Linked DNA regions of Mus musculus: all the other regions are linked to region 2. A link is a contact called in public Hi-C data. All regions are on one chromosome and are shown on one strand. Each heading gives the region's core, a stretch centred on a gene start, on an enhancer-like site or on the middle of the called end of the contact. The rest is flanking DNA. Distances are from core to core; before and after follow the strand shown.

Evidence for each region. A called contact is a pair of places that touch in the nucleus more often than the background predicts.
Region 1: a contact with region 2 is called in a Hi-C map of adipose-derived mesenchymal stem cells, with 1.7 times the contacts expected there. The contact joins two enhancer-like sites.
Region 3: a contact with region 2 is called in a Hi-C map of adipose-derived mesenchymal stem cells, with 2.5 times the contacts expected there. The contact joins two enhancer-like sites. A contact is called at or near these places in 1 of 484 Hi-C or Micro-C datasets (adipose-derived mesenchymal stem cells) and 1 of 9 other capture datasets (adipose tissue).

The regions. Positions count from the first base shown.
Region 1 is chr1:53,772,319-53,775,541 of GRCm38.p6, forward strand. The region is part of intron 2 of Stk17b (serine/threonine kinase 17b (apoptosis-inducing)); the gene reads right to left. Among named protein-coding and RNA genes, the nearest start is that of Stk17b, 11 kb to the right of the region's middle. Within about 2 kb of position 1,828, at least 106 of the 459 cell types and tissues checked have an H3K27ac peak or open chromatin away from gene starts, as enhancers often do. A contact at or near this core is called in adipose-derived mesenchymal stem cells, where this site is marked.
Region 2 is chr1:54,127,324-54,130,670 of GRCm38.p6, forward strand. The region is part of intron 1 of Hecw2 (HECT, C2 and WW domain containing E3 ubiquitin protein ligase 2); the gene reads right to left. Among named protein-coding and RNA genes, the nearest start is that of Hecw2, 66 kb to the right of the region's middle. Within about 2 kb of position 1,733, at least 70 of the 459 cell types and tissues checked have an H3K27ac peak or open chromatin away from gene starts, as enhancers often do. A contact at or near this core is called in adipose-derived mesenchymal stem cells, where this site is marked.
Region 3 is chr1:53,719,649-53,722,946 of GRCm38.p6, forward strand. All of the region lies in intron 4 of Gm32311 (a long non-coding RNA gene), which reads left to right. Among named protein-coding and RNA genes, the nearest start is that of Dnah7a, 15 kb to the left of the region's middle. Within about 2 kb of position 1,498, at least 45 of the 459 cell types and tissues checked have an H3K27ac peak or open chromatin away from gene starts, as enhancers often do. A contact at or near this core is called in adipose-derived mesenchymal stem cells, where this site is marked.

The DNA.
Region 1 (3,223 bases), core at 578-3,077, 350 kb before region 2:
CAAAGATATAAAGCTATTCTGAACCTAAGATTAGTCTAAGAACTAACAAACTATTGATTTGCACACTCCAAAAAGAGGCAACATGACCTTAGACAGGGAGGTTTACATTCAATCCCAGAGGGTTTTCAGATTGAAGCCTATCATAAACCTGCTAGGCTCTACTCTAAAAGATCCCAATTTAATAACTAAGAATAAACCACATTCTAGTTTCTGGTACTAACTTGGGTACAAGTAAATCTCCAGAAACTGGTATTTTAACTCCATTGCTGCAGCTACTCTCAAAAATATACTTCTAAACATAGATGGTCAGCTGATAGCAGGGTCAACCATTTAACCTAAGTGGTTTAACCCCCTGTGTGGGAGTTAGGAGAAGAAATTGCTTGCCTGCATTTTATTTGTTACTCACAAGAACCAGAACAACAGTTTCCTCCTCATTATTTTCCAAATACCTCAAAAATCAGTGTCAATCTAAAACATGTAGCTAATAATTAAAAATAAAGTATACAGTCTATAATATGAAGCCTACATACCTCAATGAAATAAACTGCCTATACAAACCTGATCCTTTACTGTTCAGTGCCAAGAATTTCTAGCTTTCTTGTCTCACAACTATGGAACAATTTCTCCCCTTAAAATGGATTTGTTTATTAAGTTTAACAATTACCAAGTCTTACTTAGATACAGAAGCAAAAACTTGTCTAAAACAGAAAAGGGAGTTGAGGTTTTAGAAAAACCCTCACCTTGTAAAATTTAGGAACCAAGCTAGGAAACCAAGGACATTACATATCTGAAAGACAGGGCATTTACAGTTGTGATGACGTCACTACTCTCCAGTTACCTGAAGGTATCTATGAACTAGAATTGCTTCAAAAACAAGTAGCAAGATTAACAAGTTTCATCTATTTTTACCTCACTATTTCGGCTTCCTAAGACTCTCTTAAACTACTCTTACATTCATGAGCTCAGGACAAAGTTGCGCAAATGTCATGGGTGATGGTTCTTTTGACAGTGTTCACTGCTAAGGGAACACTCTATGAGGACAGGGAACGTGTCTAATCTAATTAATCAAATCTATTAAAAAAATCTATACTTAGCTAACTAACACTTAATATCACCTGAAATGTTTCTGAGCAAATGCTAGAGTCTGAATATCTACTGTAACACCACACATTGTGCTGTTTTTAAATCCACATTTGCTCCTCCTCTTCTTCCTACTCCTCCTCCCCCTTCTTCCTCCTCCTCTTCTTCCTCCTCCTCTTCTTCCTCTTCTGTCTCCCCCTCCCCACTTCTCCTCCTCCTCTTCTTCATCATCTTCTTCTTTCTTTGGTTTTTTGGGACTGTAGCCCTGGCCATTCTGGACCAAGCTGGCCTCCCACTCAGAGATCCACAGTTGCCTCTGCCTCCAGAGTGCTGGGACTAAATAAAGGTGTGCACCACCACTGCCTGGCTCACATTTGCATTTTTAAACATTTGAGAAAGTTACATCAACATACTTATACAATTTCATATGCATATATTCATATAAATACTGTGAAGCAAGATAAATATTTTACCATTATTATCAGAGGCTTTAGGCGAAAAGAACAAGTACCTACTTTCTATCCTTAGATGCCAGTTGTAGTTTAAGACGTCTAACAGTAATCTTTAAACTATGTTCCTATACCAAACTGAAGAGAAGCCGTCAAGAGAATGTAAAACCTTAATAATAACATAAAGGGCAAGGCTGACTAGATTTCCCAGCAATGAAAAAGGTCTAGCTGTTACCCACGGCATTCTAAAACACACAATAAAACACCAAGGGATGGGGAGGGTAAGCCACAAAGGAAGCTGACGTTTTATTTCTGAATCTGCCTCCCCCTTCTAACCACAAGGCCGATGAAACTTTGCCTCAGCTGGGGGAGGGGTGGAAAAAACTTACCCAACATGGTAAAAAACAGGAACAATGCAGTTTAGTGAAAAATGAACTTAGACTTACGTTATATATTTCCCTTTGTGTTGCTTAAAGGACATTTAAAATTAATTTTTAAACACGGCTGGTATGGACAGATAACTTGTAGTTTTCTATATGCTAGAATTATGTTTCTAAATTACAAAATATGCAAACCTCCTAGAGGAAAGAAAAGAATGAACCCCAACTTCACTTCATCAAACAAGCTCACTAAGTCTGGTTAAGAGCTTGACAGATTTTTAAGATTTATGGAAGGCTTTAAAAATTAGAATTTTTAATTGCCAACGCTGAAAATTAAATATAACAATATTTATCACATGAGTCACTAGCCCAAAGCAATTTAAAGATGTGATTTAAGTCTCTTCCATGAAGCTATCTGATTCTGGGACACTAGGAATCTGACTTTTGTTTTAACCATAACCTATAACGAGCTTTTGCTTTAAAAGCAAACTTAGTCCAGCTCAGGCTGGTTCCTTATGCCATCCCTTCACCTGCAGACAGTGTAAAGTTAACAGTGACCCCACGCAAGTCCTCTACAAAGTTAAAGGGAAAAAGCTCTCTTTAGCCTCGATGCCTATTATTTTGAAGTTAACCTAATAAAGTTACTCATCCAAATAGTAACCTAGAAAAACAGGTAAGAATGCTCAAGTCTTTGTCTAAGTATCTGTTCAGAGCAATTTCCAGTTGTTTTACAATAAAAGGCAACTTGAACATATTTAGTCTATCTTCTCAACTAAGTAAAAGGAGATAATACTCAACTAAGAGGATCACTGATCACAAATTTTGATCCAGAGCAAAGGAAGCTCAAGTAACTAGCTTAGTCAGAATAATATGATGCTATATGACACAGACCGGGCATCCCTAGTAATAAAAATGGATAAGAAGAAAGGGGGACAAGGAGGAAAGAGAGAGGAACAAAATGTGGAAGGAGACACACGGGCATCTAATGGCTTCAGCAGTCTTCTCACAAAGTAAGACTGTGAACAATACTGTGTCTAATACTAGGCCCTTCGTTTTAACAGAAACAATCAAAAGCAGAAAGTGTCCCAGAAGAGGGAAATTGAACAAAGGAAGTCCGTCTGGATAGTGTGCCACACGATACATACTTAGGGAAACTAATGATGTCCAGCTTTGTTTAAATATTTGAAAGACGGTCAAGTATATACTGAATGTAGCTACCAAAAGGAAACCATGTCTATTTATGAAGGAGAGATTAGTAGAGCAAGAAGCAAAATATTCTATGTCTGTGAGATGGTCTCATCTCTATGTTATGAA
Region 2 (3,347 bases), core at 483-2,982:
GAGTCCAATCTTAGCCAAGGGTGAATAATTTAAAATAGTATTCTATATTAAAGCAAAAATATTTATTACACACAGGATATATTACATCTGATTGAAATTTTGTAAACTGATGCATTTCAGAGAAACATTAAACCTGCAGGAAAATTTCAACCCTGAACAATGCGAGTCCACTTCGAGAAGTAGTTCAGTATAGGGGAGGGGCTCAACACGCACTGGAAAGTTTCATTAATGGAAAAATTTACACAAAGTACTTTTTCCCTTCTGGTTCTGGCATGACTCTTAACACAGTGGTTCTCAACCTTCCTAATGCTGCCTCCTTGTATGCAGTTCTTCTTGTTGTGGTGACCCCTTACCATAAAATTGCTATTTTGTAACTGTAATTTTGTTACTGCTATGGATCGTAATGTAAACATCTGATATGCAGGATTTCTGATATGTGACCCATGAGAGTGACTTGACTCTAAAGGGATCACAACGCACAGGCTGAGAACCACTGCTCTAACCGTACCAAATCCCTTAGACCAATAACAGCATCTTCAGTACTAACCTCCCACACCATTCCCAGCTCCATGTTACCACGACTGCAGTGATGGACGGGAGTTTTACCAGCAGGGTAGAGCACTTGGTTTCAAATTTCTACCAAGTAGGAAATTGTTGGAAATGACCAGTTTCACTTTGCCTGGTCCACTAATCTTCAGAGTCTACGGGAACCCTAGTCATATGTTATGTGTAACTAACAATCTGAAGGTTGACACTGGTCAACTTTGGTGAGCTTTCCAACTTGTTTGCAGACACAATTTTTCTAAGAACTGCTGCCAATATGGCTGGCGAGTACCTTTGTAAAATATAACAAATGATTATTAAACGATTGTATGAACTATATTAAGTGATTTTTTTATGGCCTGGTTGAAACTGGATAAATAGTCATGTAAATTAATGCTCAAAGACATGACAAGTATCTGGTCTCCTATTTGAGAATTTTAGCATGTTAAAAAAATATGGAAGGAAGGGCCAGAGAGGTGTTTCAGCAGGTGACTGTGCTTGCTATATAAACTAAGTCTGACTCCCAGAACTCACATGGTAAAGAGAGCCCCAGCTCCTGAAAAGCTGTTCCCTAACCTCACACAGACACCATTGTGTGCACACACGGGCACGCACACACACACACACACACACACGTATGATCAGGATTCCTTACACCTTTGTTTACGGAGACTGTAAATAGTTGCTTTACCAGAAGCTACGTTCAATAAATGCAGTCTACATTTCCCAAAACATGTCTTTAATAGACTCGATTCTATAAATGCAGAGATCCTGCCAAACAAGTAATTAACTACTAAGTTAATACTAGTGCCTACATTTTCGGAAATGTAGTGGGTGCAGCCCACAGCTACCAAAAGTTATTAGATTTTTCAAAGTCAGTGCTGAAGGCTTGTTGGCCAAAGCCTTGGGGCTACAACCCCAATATCTCAGAATTAATACCCAGGCTCTAGAACACGATGCTCCCTCAAAATAGGCAACAAAACAAAACATAAAAGAAGGCTTTTCTATTGTACAAGTCCCAGGCATTGTCTGAGCGTCACTGTTCATTGTTCTATCTGCTCTCCGTCAGAGCAGTTACAATTGCGTGATCAGGCCTGGTTCTTTTCCTAATTCCAACACTGTGAGAGATTCCACATCCCTCCAGCTTCCCACCCTCCAGCACTGAGTTCACTATTTAAAAGTTTGACTCAACATCTTAGGCATGCATGAATGGCAGCAGCCAGGCATCCAAGCATTCTGTGGCTTCCTCTCCCTTTTCTGTTTTAGTGAAATACCTCCTAAACTGTCAAGTGATACTTCATTTATCTGATAGGGAGCTGCGGTTACCCAGAAGAAGGGGAAAAAGGAAGTTAACCAATGAGAGTGATTCTGGCCATGCCTCTCTTGCATCATGTCCTCAGAGGCTCAGAAACAAAGGGAAAGAGGGTGGGGGTTCTAACCACACATAGAAACCACAGCATATGGAATCAATGCTCCTGTACTGGATTCAACTGTAGCATTTACATCAGTGGTACACTCTGGTAATTTCTGAGCAGAGCCATCCAGCTCAAAGGACTGGTGGCTATGGTGGCCCATCCCTAGTAATGGCAAAAGTGATTAGAAATGGACCTTTAGGGGACTGTCACAGCACATGCGTGGAAGAAAATAGATAAAATATATGCTAGTGCCTCCCCTCTCGTTTTGACGAATGACTCAATTTTGTTTGGTAACAGAAATTCAAATGCATGGCTAGACATACACTTAAAGACATTTAGTAACACTGACTAGTCAAGGTGCAGTCTGGGCATTCTGTACTCATTGTCTTTGTCACTGTGGACCAGTTGCAACCTATCTGCACCTTTTTTCCTTACATGTTGAACAGGAAATCCTCATCATTCCAAGCTCAAAAGGCCATGAATAATTAACTGGAAAGCATACTGGGGAATATACATAAATAATAACAATTGTTAAAAATATACACCTAGCGCTCAGAGACAGAGAGCGTCGCATCAGTGACCTCTGGACATCAGATCTCAGGGTCTCAGGTCAAGACCACCAATAAACCGCACAAACCAAGTCCCACTCATAGACCTCGTTTCTGCTCAGCCTTTACCAAACTGGACTGACTATTCTGTCTGTGCATTTAAATCTCTCTATGTATTTTAATTTTAATTTAGAGGTTAACATTTTACATTAGAAGTTTTCACATAAAAGTTCAAGACTCTTGGAAAAGAAAAAAAAACAGTTGATTTAAAAATAATAAATTTATACTTACCAATAGCAATACTTGTCTGGATTTGGACGACTTACTCCATCCTTCAGAGGAGCATGTGGACATGCAGTCCCTCTAACCAACGACTAAGCATACTTACTTGCCTAGCTGTCCTGTTCTAAACAAGCTCTAGTTAACTTTGCAACCGTCATGAAATACATTGAGGGACATTTGAAGTTCTTACATTTTACACAAAGTTCTGAAGTTCAGGCCTGTCTACCAGCAGATGGTTAGTTAAAATAGTTAATTCCTGTTTCCTTCATTCTGTGTAGTAGACAAGCGTCCCTACACAGTCCAAGCTGTCATAGTCGGTCTCAGGGAAGTTCCACCAGAGCCGCCTGGTCACCAGCCTTCCACCTTGCCTGCCTTATTCATTCGTGTTATTAAAATCAGAGTCAACTTTCTATATGCCAAACACAGGTCCCTTCTTTCAAGAGTCTTATGTTTACTTTTGGATAAAGCCAACATATAGTGTGGTTTGGAGAACTACCTTTTAATATACTTTAAAATATAGTTAGAGAGACCACAGGTAGGATTAGACTAGATAGATGGT
Region 3 (3,298 bases), core at 248-2,747, 410 kb before region 2:
TAGGACGTGTAGCTCCCTGATTGGCTGCAGCCCATCGGCCGAGTTGTCGTCACAGGGAAGGCAGAGCACATGAAGTGGAGAACTACCCTGGCACATGCGCAGATTATTTGTTTACTACTTAGAACACAGGATGTCAGCGCCATCTTGTAATGGCGAATGTGAGGGCGGCTCCCCACACTGGTGCACCATTGCCATGCTGCATGGGTATCTCTTGGCTTACTTGTGTTCACTTGTCCCAAGTGTTTGGTAATGAAGGCAGGTTAGAAGTTAACACCATGCAAGCTGGGTCTAGTGTCTCAGGAATTTCATCCCAGCTACTTGTGAGGCTGAGCCAGGAGGATTGCAAGTGTAAGGCCTGCCTGGGCACAGAATGAGTTCAAAGTCAGCCTGGGCAACTTGGTAAGACACTGTCTCAAAATTAAAAAATTAAAAATTGCTTGGGATTAGATCACTGGTAGAGAATTGCTTATAAGAACCCCTGGATTCAATCCTTACTGCCAGAAAAAGAAGAAGAAAGATGAGGAAGGTGAAGAGGAGAAAGAAGGGGAGGAAGAAAGAAGTTACACCTTGAAAAGTACATTGTCATAGAATTGGTACCTGTGGATTAAATTAGGTCAAGTGAGGGGCCAAACTATCCAGTGATTCTGACCTGCATTATTATTGGAAGTCCTACATCATTCTTAACACCTTTCACCTATGTGTGCAGTGCTTTTCCTACGAATTCTTTTTGGTTTTCTCCTTTTGGTTGATTTGTACTAATTTTATTATGTCAGGGTCTGATATGAGTTTGTGTAATATCATCTGACTTTATAGTGATCATTTCTTCTTGGGTGATATACATCCTCCAATCTGAAAGCTATTGGGAATGGGATTGCATCTAAAATCTCTTTCTCTGTATCTTTGTTGGTGGTGTATAGAAATCTATCGATTAGTGGACATTGATTCTGCATCCTGCCATATTACTGAATTTATTGTTTCTAGAATTCTGACAAATTTGGGGGATCCTTAATGAGCAATATCATGTCATCCACCAATAAGGATTTTTTTAAACTTATTTTCTTATCTGTATCCCTTTAAATTTCCTTCTCTTGTCTTACTATGCCAGCTTGTGCTTCCAGCACAATGTTGAGAAGGAGTGGGGATAGCAGACAGTCCTGACTCATTCCTGGCTTCAGTGAGATTGCTCCAAGATTTTTATTCCCAATTTGGGATGTTGTTGGCTGTGGATTTCTTATATAGAGATTTTATTAGGTTGCGGTATGTTCTCTTTAGCCCTACATTCTGTAGGACTTTTATCATGAAGGTAGATTGGAATTTGCCAAAGGGTTTTTGTTTTTTTCTTCATCTATTAAGATTGTCACATGATCTTTGAAAGCCTTTGACCGGTATTTCCTTGAATCTTTATCTGATCCAACGTGTTCCTACTATTTACGGTAGTTTGACTGCTTGTGTCTCACAGGTCACCAAGATTCTATTTGCTTTTCTTTTTCTTGTGAGTCATGGTCTCACTGGCTTAAAATTGCAACCCTCCCACCTCAAGCTCTTACACTGCTGGCAGTTCAAGTGTGTATCACCGTGCCTGGCTGCCACTTTCTTGTGTGTGTTGGAGGAGGGGTGCTTTCTAGTTTTTGTTGTTGTTTTATTTTTGTGCTCAAGTTTTATTAGTTTCTGTGACCCATCTTTAAGATTTCTCTTCTTTAACTTTAAGCTTACCTTGTAAGTTTCATTTTCTGGGTTATATTTTCCAGTTAAAAAACTATTTTATTCTTCCCAAAACAATCCATTTCTCTGTTACACATTTCTTTCACTAGGATGACCCTTGTTGCAATCTTTATAATAAAACTATGATTATAACTCTACAGCCTTCCCAGAGGTTGAGTCATCTTTGCAAATCATTGTTTTACAGTTGCAGGGAGACCATGGGAGTCCCCAGATTTATAGGCAGTTAGTCAGAACACACATGACTGTCAGACCTTACAACCAGTGTCTGAAGTGAGGATAATTTTGTGAGACTGATCAGTTTACAAACTCTTTGCTATGCATCCTTAGTGTCAGGGTTGTTGGAAAAAAAAAACATAAATTAACATATTAACAGGGAAACATTTATAGTTGTCTCAAAAGTTCACATTGGTGGCAGATGTTTTAGGGTAGAGCTGGCTGACAGCTTGCCCAAACACTGTGTAAGTGCACATGGTATGGGTAACAGGTGAACTAAGACTCAGTAGGTCTCGTGAAAACCAGGAGCCCCAGGCTAAGCTGTTTCTCTAACGTTAGGAAGACATCCATTTTTCATATTGTATGTCATATAGACCATTAAAATGTTGGGTGATTTTTGTTGAGATAAGCTTTACTCAAAGTACTATGTCATCTTCACTTATAGTCTTCATTAAGGAGATCCTATATATTTAAAAAATGTATGTCTGTCTTAGATAAGGGTTTTACTGCTATGAACAGACACCATGACCAAGGCAACTCTTCTTTTTTTAAATTACATATTTTCTTTATTTACATTTCAAATGTTATCCCCTTTCCTAGTTTCCCCTCCGAAAATCTCCTATCCTCTTCCCCCTCCCCCTGCTCCCCAACCTACCCATTCCCGCTTCCTGGTCCAGGAATTATCCTATATGGGGCATAGAACCTTCACAGGACCAAGGGCCTCTTCTCCTATTGATGACCAACTAGGCCATTCTCAGCTGCATATGCAACTAGAGCCATGAGTCTCTCCGTGTGTTTTCTTTGCTTGGTGGTTTAGTCCCAGGGAGCTCTAGGGTTACTGGTTAGTTCATATTGTTCCTCCTCCTATGGGTCTGCAAACCCCTTCAGCTCCTTGGGTACTTTCACTAGCTTCTTCATTGGGGACCCTGTGCTCCATCTAATAGATGACTATGAGCATCCACTTCTGTATTAGTCAGGCAATGGCAGAGCCTCTCAGGAGACAGCTATATTAGTCTCCTGTCAGCAAGCTCTTGCTGGCATCTGCAATAGTGTCTGGTTTTGGTGGTTGTTTATGGGATGGATCCCCCAGATGGGCAGTTTCTGGATGGTCATGCCTTCAGTCTCTACTCCAAACTTTGTCTCTGGTAACTCCTTCTATGGGTATTTTTCCCCCATTCTAAAAAGGATCAAAGTGTCCACACTTTGGTCTTTCTTCTTCTTGAGTTTCATGTGTTTTGCAAATTGTATCTTGGATATTCTATATTCCTGGGCTAAAATCCACTTATCAGTGAGTGCATATCATGTGTATTATTTTGAAATTGAATTACCTCATTTAGGATGATATCCTCCAGATCCATCCATT